2 separate regions of the Zea mays genome follow, and region 2 is linked to region 1. A link is a contact called in public Hi-C data. All regions are on one chromosome and are shown on one strand. The core of a region is the stretch at or near the end of the contact, and the rest is flanking DNA. Distances in the headings are between cores, read along the strand shown. Region 1 holds the start of LOC100284917 (60S ribosomal protein L5-1). Region 2 holds the start of LOC100192825.

What was found. A called contact is a pair of places that touch in the nucleus more often than the background predicts.
Region 2: a contact with region 1 is called in a Hi-C map of tassel, with 4 times the contacts expected there. The contact joins the promoter of LOC100192825 here to the promoter of LOC100284917 in region 1. A contact is called at or near these places in 9 of 25 Hi-C or Micro-C datasets (ear, endosperm, leaf and 2 more) and 1 of 3 datasets of contacts at active chromatin or transcription factors (leaf).

Annotation. Positions count from the first base shown.
Region 1 is chr8:170,476,083-170,483,970 of Zm-B73-REFERENCE-NAM-5.0, forward strand. LOC100284917 (60S ribosomal protein L5-1) reads right to left here and starts at 2,866. Exons shown (of 9, transcript NM_001157812.2): 1 at 2,781-2,866; 2 at 1,960-2,032; 3 at 1,782-1,873; 4 at 1,558-1,684; 5 at 1,392-1,471; 6 at 1,189-1,305; 7 at 892-1,026; 8 at 574-743; 9 at 202-489. The coding sequence starts at 2,783. The coding sequence ends at 378.
Region 2 is chr8:170,652,894-170,660,781 of Zm-B73-REFERENCE-NAM-5.0, forward strand. LOC100192825 reads left to right here and starts at 2,683. Exons shown (of 1, transcript NM_001138016.2): 1 at 2,683-3,515. The coding sequence starts at 2,787. The coding sequence ends at 3,272. LOC100101530 (chromatin assembly factor 1 subunit FSM) reads right to left here. Exons shown (of 13, transcript XM_008658761.3): 6 at 6,874-7,382; 7 at 6,456-6,806; 8 at 6,286-6,367; 9 at 6,082-6,213; 10 at 4,665-5,069; 11 at 4,437-4,574; 12 at 4,278-4,323; 13 at 3,629-4,185. The coding sequence ends at 4,007.

The sequences.
Region 1 (7,888 bases), core at 1,616-4,115:
CAAGCAAAGTGTAACTACCGTTCTGTCGCTAGTAGTCTAATTGCTGCATATTCTGGCATCAGTAAGAAACCAATCAAACGAGAATGTTACAGTGACGAACCAGTCAATGTTTAGGTTGATATTAAAGGCACAATACTGCACCGTCACATAAGCAAGACAAGCAGGTGTAGAACTCAGAAAAAACATGTCCAAACGGCAGCATTTCAATGTAAAGAGTAAACATTGAGAGCTCAAGCTCGAAACTAACAGAAACAGTTTTGTTCACCTCGCAAAACTTAAACAAAAATGCCTATTGCAGTACTACAGGTCCCCGCATAAGACAGTACACAATTGCTGATCGCTGGATTGAGATAGCACTACTTCGATGGCAATTAACTTTACTCGTCGTCCTCATCGTCGTCATCAGCACCACCGGAGGAGTTGAGTTGGTTGAGCCTTTCAATGAGGCTGGCCTTCCTCTGCTCATATGTCAGCTTCTTGGGGTTGTACCTGAAACACGCAGAAGGCAGGTCAGGGCAGAGCAAACGATTGGATTATGTCGACCAAACTATATATAAAAAGTAGCTACTATACCTCTTATGCTCCTTTGGTGGCTGCTTGGTTGACTTAACAATGGAAGGATCGGCACGGATGGCAGCATGGACCTTCTTGTACAGCGCTTCTATTTCATCAGCCTCAACTCCCTTCTTAATGTACGCACTGAAGTGGCTCTGGTACTTTTCTGGCTCCTCTTCAGCAAGGTTCTGGGACATAACAAAGAGCAGAAGAACAATTAAATCAATTGAGAATCGGTCAGCCTCTAGTCCAATATTTGCCCTGATGTAGATATCACAGTAATCACGAGGGAACAAAGGAAATGAAATAATGTGTTCAGCAGCAAGCACAACTCACCTTCATGTAGTCAGCAACATGGCCACCATAGATGTACCTGCGGTGGGTATCAGCATCCAACTGCTTGTCGTCCTTCTTGAATCCAGCAAACCTCTTCTCGCTGTGAGGAATATCCAGGCCTCCATCCAATGCTCCCTGCGGCAACAAACGTTAAAGGGGCTAGAGAGATGGGAAATCGTTCACCACAACAAGAGATGACTCTTACAGCAAGCACATGAAAAAATGATTATTCTTGATGGGCTAAATACAAACAATGACACCAATATAATATCATGGTAACAAACAGAAGATATATACCTTGAGGGCACCAAAGACACGGTTCCCTGTTGTAGTCCTGATAAGGCCAACATCCAAGAGAGCACGGAAAGGCCTCCTCTCATCAGCTGGCTCAACAGAGAAGTCCTCACCAGTGGCCTGATGAACAAAAAGAACCGTCAGAAATACCAAACCAATGCAACATCAGATATTAAAATAAGATTATATATTTGGCCAAATTTTACCTCAACATTGCCCTCGTACTCCTGATCCAAACCACGGATCTTGAGCACACGGCGAGCCAACAGAAGGCCAGTGCAGTAGGCTACAAGATGGGTGTTGATTTAGAGAATATATAAATACATTAAAATATAATATGCAATTTATACATTATTTCCATGGAAAAAATACCAGCTGCATAGTTGGTCAGACCAACTTCAAGACCATATCGTGGCAACTCATGCGAGTAGGCAGAAGCAAGAACCATATCACCCGCTATACTAGCAGATATGATTTGGGCAGTGATGTCCTTGTTGGTCTAAGAATATCTAGTTAAGAGATACAATATATGCTTCTGGAGCTCAAAGTACCATAGCAATAGGTAGAAACCAGATGGTCAAATAATCAAAGGATACAAATCGCACAACAAATCTGTATTTGGGTGTGTTGTACTTGTTTTTGTCTTGGTTAATCAGCCTTATCCTGGCCCTGTAGTCTGTCTTGCCAGCTGCAAACACAATCAATAGGAAAAGACTATCAAATACACAGGAAATAATAATAATAATGCAATCAACATGAGAGCAGAAAACATACCCCGCCTTCTCTTGAATTTCACTTGGAAACGTTTGAAATACGCATTGGTCTTATGAGTCTTCACGAAACCCCCCTGGAGAGAGAACCAAAAGGTACATAAATACATAGATGAATTTGAGAATTGAAAACTGTCAAGGATTCAGACGATGGAAATAACTAAGCTGCATATGTAGATTTATCAATAGTTACAGCTGAGTAAACAATATAGATGTCAAAAGCAGTATACCAATATTTCAATACTTGTCTAGGAACCAATGACACCACATCAAGCTCTCATGGCACATCAACAACGGTCAGACAGAAAATTCGCAAAGTTATGCAAGGTATAAAAACAGTTATACCCACTCTAGTGTACAGATCTACTAAGCCTAACAAAGTTTTTTCGCAGAACAATTGAATCCTGTGAGGTAAAGGAGACTCGTAAACCATGGAAAGAATAAGAAACAACCAAATTGCATGCATTCAACAATACATCCACACGAGAGCATGCAGTCAAACATACATTATATACAGCTAAATCAAACGACCTAACCAGAAGCACCGGGTCCTTTAGTGCATTGTGCAGAAGGGTCCAAAGCCAACCCTTCGCCCAAACGTTAGTGTTGACATAACAGAAAGAAAATATGATGCAAGGTCCATCCAATTCAACTTATTCTACCTAAACATCGATCTCAGTTCTTCACGAGCTCGCAAGCTTCCACGAGTGTAGCCTGCTGCCAACCAGCGCGCTCAACATCGCCGCGGTAACTCAACATGATCGAGCACGGAGACAGCAATCGCTTCAAGAAGCAGGAATGTACCGGAAGGGCTCAAGATCTTACCATTCTGTGGACGCGGCAGCAGCAACGGCGGCTGCTTCTCCTGGCGAGCGAGAGGATGGGAGCTGCGGGTGAATGGAAGGGTTTTTAAGGGCGCCTCCTTCGGCCCTTTTAATTCTGGAGAAACCCTACCCGGTGGACGGATGGATGGCGTCTTGTCGCTGGGATGGATGGCCAGATCGATTTGAGCGTGGTGCTGGAATAAATGGGCCTTTCGTCGGTGTTGGTGGGCTAGAATAAAGGTTTGGTGAGTCATTATTTAATGGATTGATGGGCCTGATATCTCTACTGGTACATATTTTCTTTTTTTTCTCTCCCACATTTTAAACAAAAGAAAAAGGAACACGATTTATATTTACTGGACCGGCGCGGCAGCGCCTGCCGTATCGTTTGGCCACGGTCGCACACACTAACGATAATTTGTCTTCTCCAAAAGTTGGAGTTTCCATATTAACCCCTACTCTAATAAAATGAACTAAAGGTTTATTTGATGTCTAACTTGTCACACTTTGATTAGTTTTTTTATAAAGTTAGTATTTCAATTCCGATGAGTAATAGTTTTTCAATTCCGACGACTAATATTAGTTAAAGTGTGGCACAGTCATCCGCGAACTAAATAAGCCCTAAATCATGTGTCATCTAGTGAAGCCATGCTTCAACACACTCGTCGTGTCGCCGTATTTCCTCTGCATACTTGATATGAACCAGGGACTTGAATCTAGATCTATTTAAATGTCGGGTGGTCAAAATCGGGTGATGTGTTGTTTGGCATGGTCTGTGTCTGACCTGTACCTAGTATCGAGTCGAGTTGGCTCGTGCATCCCTGCTGGACATGTTGGGTCAAGCTTTTTTGGCTTTAGGTCGGTTTTTTATGTTGGATCGGATTTTGGATCAAGAATCATGGTGTTCGAACCAGAAATGAGCCGGCGGACTGTCCGGCCCTGAGGCCGGACGGTCCGCGCCTGTGGGCCGGACGGTCCGCGCGTGCGCAGAGCAGATTAGGGTTCCGAGTTTTGTGCTACGGTTGTTAGCTAAAATCGCGGGATAAGCTCTGGAATTAGTTTGTAAAGGGTACAGCCCCCCTCCTCTATAAATAGAGAGGTATACGGCCGATTTGTAATCATCAATCGAATCAATACAACTTCTATTTCACATTTTATCTTAGGAGTAGTTCTAGTCTAGTTTAGGTTTAGCTATCCAATCCCCAAATTCTTCGTCTCTCCTCGACTCTACGTCGATTAGAGGAGTTTAGGTCGGCCAGCCCGAGCCTAGACACAACCTAGGATCTCTACTCCCCGACGGGGTCCCTCCCAGGAGCGAGATCCAGGCGCCGTCGGCGATCTCCCGCCGTCCCTGCGTACGCGCGGACCGTCCGGCCGTCAGGCAGGGAACCCGAGCTCCTGCACCAGGTCGTGGACCGTCCGGCCCTGTGCCGCGGACCGTCCGCCCCTGCGCAGAGAGTACCACCGCGCCTCGCACCAGGCCGCGGACCGTCCGGCCCCGCGCGCGGACCGTCCGCCCCTGTGCAGAGGGCACCGCCACGGTTCTTGTTGAGTGTTTGGCGCTCCGAAAAGGCGTCAACATACTTTTTGGCGACTCCGCTGGGGAAAAAACATCTAGGCTCATCAAATCGACCCTCAATGGCCGGTTCAAAGGATAGCTCTGATATTTCTCTAAGCAACATCATAGAGCCGACTTGGGAAACCTTGCCGGCTGACGAGCAGCTCCAGTTTGAGGAGCACAAGGAGCGGATGATCCAGGAGGCGAAAGCAAAGTTCTTGGCCAACTTCAAAGTGGACAGGAACAACAAGGTCGTCCGACATCGGGCGACGGATCCGGCTTCGCTCCAACCCACGCCAGATATCCCCAATGTAAGTAATACCAACGATCTGCAATCTCTTAGAAATTATGTAGAAGATCAGCGTGAACAAATGCAGAACATCATAGGGGGTATGCAAAGCGATCTTAAGAGACTAGTACGTGCATTTGATAAATCTAGTACCGCAAATTTTCCTTCGCACGAGGTTGAGTTAGGAGATAACACGCGTAACACATCGGCTACAGGTTGTCACGACCAGTCACAACCCCTTTATGGGATGCCGATGGACACATACCCTAAGCAACCGCAAATCGGCAGCAAACCAGCCGATCTGCACATGCCCGGACCGTCCGCACGTGAGCGCGGACCGTCCAGGCCAACAGCAGTCGGGCCTATTTTAAATGAGTTACCTAGATATGCGCCCGAGCCACCACATATGACACAGAACCCAAACTACCCAGTCGGACGGTCCGCATACAATGACGGACGGTCCGCATATGACCACGGACGGTCCGGGTACATATCCGGACAGTCCGCGCATGAGTCTTTTGAGGAGGATTATTACCTGAATCCTCGCCCGTCCCAGCAACACTTCCCATCACATTATGCAATGCACCAGCCCATTAATTCAGGATCCAGAGCCCAGGAAAGCTTTCCGGCCCCACCTAAAAGGCTGGAAAGAAACGATCAAACCTATGAGCCATATAGAGCAAATGGAAATGCACCACTTAGCTCAAACCAATGGGGGGAACGACAACATACTAATATGCAACCAACCCCACCTATGTTTGACCAGAGAGCCGGTGGTCTTGCACCGGCTGCCATTGATATAATGAGGGAAGAAATAGCCGGGGCGTTCCGAGATAAGCTCGGAGTAAGCATGGTCCCTGGGGGGCAATCATATCGGAAACCTTATGACAGCCGATTTGATCACCACCCGTACCCACAGGGAACTAGAATACCTGAATTCGCGAAATTTTCGGGTGATCAAGGGAAAAACACGCGCGAACATATAGGCCAGTTCTTAGCATAATTAGGAGAATTGGCAGACACAGAGGCATTTCGCGTGCGTTTATTTTCATTATCGCTAACAGGAACCGCGTTTGCATGGTATGCCACTTTACCTCCCAATTCCATTTCATCATGGGGGGATCTAGAACAAAAATTTCATGATCATTTTTTCTCCGGTGATTATGAATTGGATTTGGTAGATTTAGTGTCATTGCGACAGACAAAAGACGAATCGGTTAATGATTACATCCGGAGATTCCGCGATACAAGAAACCGATGCTTTCAAATTCATTTAGCAGAAAAACAGCTAGTAGGATTAGCCTTTAATGGTCTACGGTATTATTTAAAAGAGAGATTAGAAGGCATCCAATTTTTTACACTAGCACAGTTACACCAGAGGGCTTTGGCTTGCGAAAGCCGGAGCAAAGAAACTACTAAAACAATGCGTCACAACGTACATATAGTAGAATGCGACCAAAGTAGCTCAGACGACGAATCAGCAGAAGTATATGCTGCTGAAATGGTTTGGCCAAAACAGGCCAAATCTTCAGCTTGTTCCTCCTTGTAGCCGGTTCAAAAGAAACGACAAGAGGAGGTTAAGTTTACGTTTAATGTTGGTAAGTGCGATAAAATATTTGACGAATTACTCAAAAATGGCAATATTAAAATAAATCACACTGTTCCATCCGCCGACGAGCTAAAACGTCGTGCATACTGTAAGTGGCATAACTCATTTTCTCATGCCACTAATGATTGTAATGTATTCCAACGACAGATTCAATCGGCCATTAATGAGGGACGATTGAAATTTCAGGAAATGCAGGTGGATACAGAGCCATTTCCAATGAACGTGATTGACTTTGAGGGCAAGAAAGTCCTGGTTCGGCCAAACACGGCCGATAAAGGCAAAGGCAAAGAGGCAATCATCGGCAATTCCAAAAGGGCCGATGAGGATCATAAAGTTTATTGCAGGAAAGTGGCAGCCGAGAAGACTCCCGATGGAGGGGAGACCCTAAAGGTGACCATCACAACCTCCAGTACTGGGGGGCAAGCGCAGACAGGGAGACAGATACAGGAACCCGTGCTGCGTATCCCGGACGGTCCGGCACGTAGGCGCGGACGGTCCGGGACCCCACCGGACGGTCCGGAGAGCTCCGGCGGACGGTCCGGCCATGCTCAGGACTCGCAACGACCACGTACCTTCAAACCACGACGACCAGAGATAGGTACGTGGAAAACAAATACATTTAAAGCAGCTGGTCGGCTGATCAAGCCTGGCCCGACTTTCGATCAATTGTTGTCTAAATATGTGAAAAAGAAGGCTGGCCCCAGTGATCGGCTACCGAAGCGACCCGCTCACCCATTCATGAGCAACGTCAGGTCAGGCTGATTGGGCCACGTCACCAATCGGAAGAAATGAAAGGTCCTATTGTACAATTGAGACCTAACATGCCGACATGGACCCCTCCACCTCATTATCCATCTATGTCATATCCATACACATACTTACCTCCACCATATGTCCCGAATCAAATGTGGGGCATGCCACCATATCCATTTGGGATGCCACAGTACCCCGCCTGGGGGGCACCCCAAACATCCGTTTTTGATAGGTTGGCACCGCCAGTGCAAGACCGATTGAGCACTGCTGAATCCGGTCACCAGGCACAGGCCCAACAAGGTTGCCGAACTACTCGGCCTCCTAGGCCGACCAATCCGGCAGGGGGCATATGCCTGTAGCAACTCAAAGAACAACAAAAAAGGACATCATCAAAATAGGCACTGCAGATGTTGTCATACAGGGAGACAATAAAGGACCGATGATTTTCGGCGAATCGGCCAACACAACCGAAAAGGATACGGCTACCATTAAAACAGCCGATCCAAAATACTCCATGCCTCGATGGTGCCCAGCGGGATTGACACGATCCCAAAAGAGAAAATTACAGCGCCTAAGAGCAAAGGAGAGCCAGGAGAAGGAGGCGGAAAAGACATTTAATGACACACATCCACTATACCCGCCACCGCAAAAGAAATGGAGACCGAAGGCCGTTGAGAAAAAACAAACGGCCATAGAAATAGAAAGTCAACCTGCACCAGGCGCGGACCGTCCGGCCCCCGCGTGCGGACCTTCCGCCGTTCACCAGGAAGGCTCTGGACAACCTGCACCAGGCGCGGACCGTCCGGCCCCCGCGTGCGGACCGTCCGCCGTTCATGAGGAAGCCTCCAACAACACAACAACATTAATGGAAGAGGACGACCTGCTAGGAGAAGACCTGGT
Region 2 (7,888 bases), core at 1,433-3,932, 180 kb after region 1:
GTTTAAGTACCAGTTTAGTGTCCAAACATTGTTAGTGTTTAACTGTTTATACATGATATATATATGTGAAGATGTTTTACGTCAGCTATGTATTGTTCTTGTAAGAGACACGTCGGACATAGTTTGGGAGCATGGAGAGAAGGTTGGCACGGGTTTCAAGTGTAGGTATTGTAGAGAAACAAAGAGCAGAGAGGGTGGTACCCGTTTAAAGAAGCATCTTGCACATAGAAGTGCATGTATTTCAAATGCTTGCACATATAACTACAAGCAGACCAGTGTGCTATTTTTGCTACGTCGATAAGTATCTATTTGTCTTTCTTGTTTTTCTTGCTAATTGTCGTGGTTTCAAAAACCAGTGGAGCAATAGATTTGTGTTCGGTGAGGATACAAGCGCGGACTCGCTCCGAATGATGGATCACGGGATCCGAGTAAGGAACTGAGACACTGGGATTATACTGGTTTAGGATTTTACCCTAGTCCAGTGTAGTGCTAGTCGTAATATTGCTTTGAGATATGTTATAGCAGGTGCACTTGTATGTCCTTAGAGAAAAGAGAGCATGTCCCTTTTATAATTCAAGGGTTGAACTTTACAGTGGAGATCTATTTTCTATGAGAGAGAGAGTGTGTGTATGTGTGTGTGTGATCGGCTTATCTGAGTCGTGTGTGTGTTCTCCGCATGATCATGCGTAGTCGTACTCTTGGTATGGCGTATTGTCTCGTTTATTTGTCATACGGCCTCCATGTAGCTAGTCTGTTGCTTACATCTTCATAGTAGTGCGTGGGGGATCCCTCGAGTCAGTCCCACGGAGCGGTCGTGCGTGGCGCGGTTCTACCTATCGTCATGGGCCCGTATCACCCCCTGGAATGCGTAGACATACACCCCGGTATGGTGTACCTATTTGTTCTTTTGGGTATGCGAATCACTGTAGAGACTCCGACACTGAGGCCCCTATGATCGAGGTTGACTAGCCCCATGGGTCAATGTGGGTATATCTGTGGGCGCATGCGACTATGCGAGGGTGTTTTGTCGCGTCTGTTAGAGACCTTTTGGTACTATATATACGATTTGGATGTGGCTTGATGATGTTGCATAGGGGTGAAAACGGACGGATACGGACGGTTAGTAGCTCATCCTGTATCCTACCCTAATGTATTTAAAATGGATTCAAGATAGGATATGGATAGTTAGAAACGGGACGAATACAGATACAGGGACCGGATATTTACCCGGGCGGATAAGTGACGAATACGAATATTATTTGGTCGGATATCGAATACTTGTCGGATAATGCATTAATTGGTTATCATAAAATATTCTTGTTCGACCACGAAATTGCAAGTAAATTATCAAGACTAATAAACATTTTATAAGAAGGTAATCTCAAGTTCCCATATAAAATAGTAAAGTGAAGTATTGATTATGTTAAAACTTGGATACTTAGAATGATTTCACGTGTAACTCACGCAATAAGTGAAAATAAAATAGAAGAAACGTTGATATCTTATGGATTTTACGGTCCTATTATTTTTATAACTATATGTGGCCATATGTTGTACCTTCGTATAATTTCATGAATTTGTGAGGCTATTTGTGCATTATTAATTTTTTTATAATAAAATCATCAAAATATAATTAAATCCATAAAATACACTAGTTTCGACCCAAAATTGCAAAAAGTTACCAAAACTAATAAACAATCTATCAAAGATAACCTCAAATCTCCACATGAAAATAATAAGTGGAGTATTGAGTATGTTGAAACTTCGATACATGATGTGATTTCACGTGTAATTCACGCAATAAGTATGAGTGGAATGGAAGAAACACTAGCATCTTATGGATTTTATAGTCCAAATGTTTTTAGAACTATATATAGATATATGTTGTGTCTCCGTAAAAAAAATTATGAATTGTTTGGGCTATTTGTGTATTATTACTATTTTATATAGAAAATCATCAAAATACAATTAAATTCATAAAATATGATAGTTTCACTAAAAATTGCAAATAGGTTAAAAACTAACAAACATTCTATACAAAAAGATAACTCAAGTCCTCACATAAAAATAATAAAGTAAAGTATTTATTATGTTGAAACTTTAGATACTTAGATTGATTTCACATGTAGCTCATATAAATAAGTTAAAATAAAATGGAAGAAACACGTGTATCTTATAGATCTTATGATTCAAGTATTTTTTATTGTTGTATACGAACATATGTTGTGGCTTCGTAAAATTTTAGAAAAATTAGACTATTTGGTGTATTATTATTTTCTTATTGTACGAAATCATCAAAATACAATTAAATTCATAAAAATATTATAGCGTCGACCAAAAATTAAAAATTAGTTACTATTTGTATGAGCCAACGGTTATTAATCACGTATCATTTGGTCGAAAATACCTCACAAGGTGGCTTCCGGTCCCCGCCTCTATGACCCAACGGTCAGCTGTTCGCAAACGTTCCTATTCCCAGTCAACTACTCTTCTCATGCCAATGGACCCCCACGTTCCCTCCCTCCGGAGTCCGGACCCACCCACCAGACTAGCCGTTGCTCCTCACTCCTCATCATCGCCGCCGCCGCCGCCGACACGCCTCCAACGGCCAAATCCTCCGCGCCAGCGCCACCCCGCCCGCCCGCGCAGGTATAAAGTTCCCACCACTCCACCGCTCCCACTCCACTCCAAACCTCCCTCTCTCGATCTCGACCTCGCCCCTTCGACCGCAAGCCATCCCGCTCCCTCGGTAAGCTTCCAAGCGGAGTCCGGCGGCGTCGAGTCGAATGGCGGGCAAGTCGCACACGCGCAAGGCGTTCCTCCTGTGCAACTACGTCCTCATGGGCGCCGCTTCCAGCTGCATCTTCCTCACGCTGTCGCTGCGCCTGCTGCCGTCCCCGTGCGGCCTCCTCCTGCTCTTCCTCCACGCCCTCACCGCCGTCTTCTCCGCGGCCGGCTGCTCGGGCTCCTTCACGGCGCCCGCCACGCCCGCGCAGTGGCACAACGCGCACACCGCGGGGGCCGCGCTCACCGCCATCTTCCAGGGGGCCGTCGCGCTGCTCGCGTTCACCCGCACCTCCGACTTCCTGGCCGAGCTTCAGTCCTACGTCCGCGACGAGGACGGCGCCGTCATCCTCAAGATGGTCGGGGGCCTCGGCACCGCCATCTTCGTCCTCGAGTGGGCCGCGCTCGCGCTCGCCTTCTCCCTCCGCCTCGATGACGACGACGACGACGACCTCCAGGCCAAGAACCGGCAGCCGTACCATGTCTGATCGTCCGCTGGTGTTAGCTCCTTCAGAATGATATATGAACAAGATTCGTTGATTCTTTGCCGTCTGTTAGTATGTACTATTGCTTTTTTTTGGTACTACTGTGCCTGTTCAACCAAAATTGTTAAATGCCAAAGCAAATATACATTGCTTTTTGTTGCCTTTGCTACTACTTGCATGCACATTCATCAGATTTGATGCAAACAGGTTGTAAAAACAAATTTCTGAGAAAATCTGTCATTTGATAAGCCACAAGTGAAAAATATATTTGCTCGCCCCAGTCGCACCGAGCCATTGGCAATTTTACCATTGCCATTATCACAGATGGTTGCACTAGACACGAGATGGAAACCAAAACCGAGAGTGACAAATAGCAAATTTCTCCACTTCTCTCAAGAGATGCGCTTCAATTGACCAGTCACAGGACACATTACTTATTTGGCAGAATCACGAGTGCACATAATGTTCATAACACCACATGTTGCAGAGAACAATGCCTTGCCTTAACAATAGGTCAAACATTTGAACTGAATGTCCTTCATGAACAAACCTACTTTCTGGCTAAAATTACAACATGTCACTGGAAACATAATCGATCCAGATCATCCATATGCAAAACCAAGTTGCACGCACTTCCATAGCCATGGGAGGGACATGGACCTCTGAGCTTTGTGCTCACCTGGGTGCATAGCCTCATTTATACCTGATCCGACTTTCAGGGTGTCCTGTTACAAACTCTACTGCTTTGAAGGGAACAGATTGATCTGAGGAGCTTCGGTGCCACCATTGCCATTTTGAATGGTTCTAGATTTCAACCGCAACTCAGGAGAAGCAGACAGAGCATTGACAGCCTCTTCAGGAGGTAAACATCTCTTCGAGAAGTACATGGCTATGCTTTTATTCTTCTTGGATTTCACTGGAAAACAAGTAATATGGTTGGTAAAAATTTCCAAGGGCAAATATGCATGGATCCTACTGAAACAAAAGCAAACTGATTAATACAAGTACCTGGTGACGAATCCAATCCCAGCTTGTCAAGCACCTCTTTCTTTACCTGCAGTACATAACATGTTAAATCCATTTTGCCAAATAAACAAAAATCATGCTACTGACATAGAAACTATGAACAATCAGCCACAGGAATTTTCAATGTGAGAGCATGTTCACCTTCCAATGATTGTCAACAAAGTCAGATATCTCTCTCACTTTGCGATTCAGCTGAGTCTTTGAAACATTTGGAAACTTGTGCTGCAGTAATTCCACCACCTTATGGATACCATCTCGACATGATCTTATCACCTGGACCTGCATTGGGGTTGAAGCAAAATAAAAACTACAGCTGCATTCTATCTTCAAACAATAGATATTGCTTGCTAAGATTCACTTAGTGCTTACAATTTCTGGCAGATCTGTTTCTGGTATAGCAGATGCAGCCCCAGGAGAACCATCCTTCGGATTGGGCTGGTTAATTTCTTCAACAGTTGCAGATGAGCTGTCAGTTAGAGGCACATCAACAACTGCGCCTCCTGGACAGATGTGCATTGAAAGAACTTGCAAACATAGCTGTTCGATCTTTGCTGTCCCCTTGAGGTCTTCGGCAGTCAGTAATTCAGCTTTTTCATGATTTAGGTTGGATATAATAAGAGGTTGGCTCTTCCGGAGAGCTTGCTCGGTTAAAATGTTCAGGACTCTTTGTTGGCGCAGTAGAGACCTGAACTCTTCAACTTCTGCACACTGACCAGTTGGTGAGCTACTGGCTTCCTCATCTTTATCATCCAATAGGCTTTCAATTTGTATTCCCTGCAGGAAGGAAACTCCAACAGTGAAACAAAGAATATTGCACATTTATTTTAATTGAGGATGGCATCACACATGGTAGGACCAAGATTGCTAAAATAACAATCATGAATCAGATCAGAACTTCAATTGTAAGATCATAAACCTGGATTATAACTACTAAAACCATAATATTCTGGATTCTAGTTAATAGAACCATAGAATCGACACAATCAACTAAGATTGTGGAGTAATAAAATTAGATTGACAGAATCACAGTTTTAACAACTATGGGTACAACAGATATGGAAGTGCATTATAACTTATAAGTCAACAAAGGCACATGGATGAATTCATACATAAACTTGGCCGAGGAAGGAAAGACCACACTCCTAGTATTATATTAAGAGACCGAAACATGATCCCGACCAAGAAAATCTCTAAACCCTAGGCCCATCACTAGCGGGCCATCACCGCTCACTCTGCAACAGCCTAGCCGGAGGGTGGCGAGTAACCCAAGAGCGAGTGGGGCACAACTAGGGGATTTTTTAACCAAGCTAGAAATTCGCCGCCAAGGGGGATCAAACCCGGTAAATGGAGGTGCTAATCGGAAGCCTTAACCGCTAAGGTATAGACCCTTTCGCAGGATTCATATATAGAACTTGTATCTTCCTAATTTCTACTACACTTGTGTACACTTGTTTTATTCCACTATTTTTATTTTCTTGCAAGCACAACACTTATCCATGGAATACAGTTCTCACTATTATTATCCCTTCAGCAGATATAAGACATTAGTATATAACTTCTGCTGAATATGGCATGTACCTCTGGGTTTGAGATAAGAGAATTGGAGTTTTCCTGGTTTGATACCTAACACTAGCAGATTACTAATATTTGGTTCACACTTCTGTCGATGAAAGTGGTATGTGACTTTACTAATTGAAACCAGCATGGAAAGTTGCATTGCGCCAAGTGGCCAAGACAAATGAGGTAGTCAAATTAGAAAAGGAGACATCGCTTATTTAATCTATACCTCATTGTCCGATAGATAGCCATCAGGCACAACAAAGCTATCTTCATCTTCTTCATCTGTAATTTTGGAATCTTCTTCCATAAATTCATCATTATCCTTCTCACAGTCAGAAAGACTCTCACCAGGATCCTCCTGTGCAGAAAACAAAATATGAATTTCTTACCAAAAGAGAAAAAATAAAGATGCTAGAATATCAGCAATTACCTCTTCCCATTCATCATCACTATCAACCTCATAGTCAAGATTAGGATCCATCTTAAGTGGACACCTTGGACCAATAACAACACTGCAAATAAATGTAGAATAAATAATGGTATAGCACTAAAACAAAAGATGATGATAAATTATAGGGAGCATGAATATTGAAATGCAACCTTTTCTTCCTCCAGGATCCATAATACGCTGGCCTGTTACTTTTGTCAAATTGCAGAAGTTTCCTTCTAATTAATCTAGTTTGCAGAGGTTTAGGGTTATTGGTGTCATGACATTGCACCTCAATAGCTTGTAGCATGTCAATGTCACTTTCAAGCGTAGCATGTTCATTTTCCTGACTTGAAGTGTGGCAGCCATCTTTATTTGGAGTAGAAAGTATTTCATCAACCATATCATCTGAGGATTTCTGAAGCTTCAGTTCATTAAATGCTTTCGTCTTGGGTTTGCATCTTACACCCCATCTGGAGGACCTATTGTGGCTAGATAGCTTCTTCCAACCAGTGATCTGCAACCTGTAACCAATTTTCATTAAATCGTTTAGTAAGTGTGAAAGTGAAAAAACAAGGAAATGTTGCTAACCTCCAAAGATCCTCCAAAACCCAGCTCTCTTGTTGAGACAATGAATAATCAATTTTTGATGTGGTTGATGGTACGGTCTCTTTGTTGTCATTGCACGGACCATCAGCTGAGTTGTTCTCTCCAGATTTTTGAAGTTTTCCATTGTCTTTCTTACTTTTGAAAAATCTTTGCATCATAGAAGCTTGCTTTTGCACGGCTAGTTGCTTCTTGAGTTGTGCAGCTTCCTTCTCAAGGCGCTTCTGTTCTTTCTCAGCTTCCTCTTGCTGTTTTTTATGTTGTTTCTTCATTTCAGCTTCTTCCTTTTCACGACGCTTCTGTTCTTTCAGTGCTTCCTCCTCCTGCTTCTTTTGTTGTTTCTTAGCTTCAGCTTCCTCCTTTTCACGTCTCTTCTGTTCTCTTAGGACATCTTCTTGCTGTTTCTTTTGCAGTTTTTTCATCCGAGCTTCTTCTTTCTCCTGGCGCTTTATTTCCTTCTCCACCTGTTTTTGTGCCTTTTGAACCTCTTTTTCCTAGAATTCAACAATATAACATTACCATATTGTGAGAAAAGCAATTATGTGTGATTCCAATTATTCACTGTTTATGGAATATTATGGCATGCTCTCAAGAAAAAGGGAAAAAGGAGAGAACAAAGCACACCTGCAAGCACTATATGCACCGGATAAACAAAATTCTATGCAGGAATTTATAGCTCATTTTCAACAAAAAAAACACAGGAAAAGGGAAAAATTCCCGCATTCCAAAGGGGGCCTAAACATGCAAAAACAGTCATCCCATCATATCAAACATATTAACAATATTACCTTTTCTTTATCATTTGAAATATCTAATTACCCAAAAGTTAGGCTACACATCATCTAGATTTAAGGAAGTGCCTAGCTAAAGGATAAACTAAAGTACTACTAATGCAAGAAAATGATGGTTTATTGTTGTCTGCAGATTGACATACAAACAAACCCAAAACATTGACAGTTGGAAGAGGATGCGCTAAAATGCAGTTGTTAAAATGTTATTA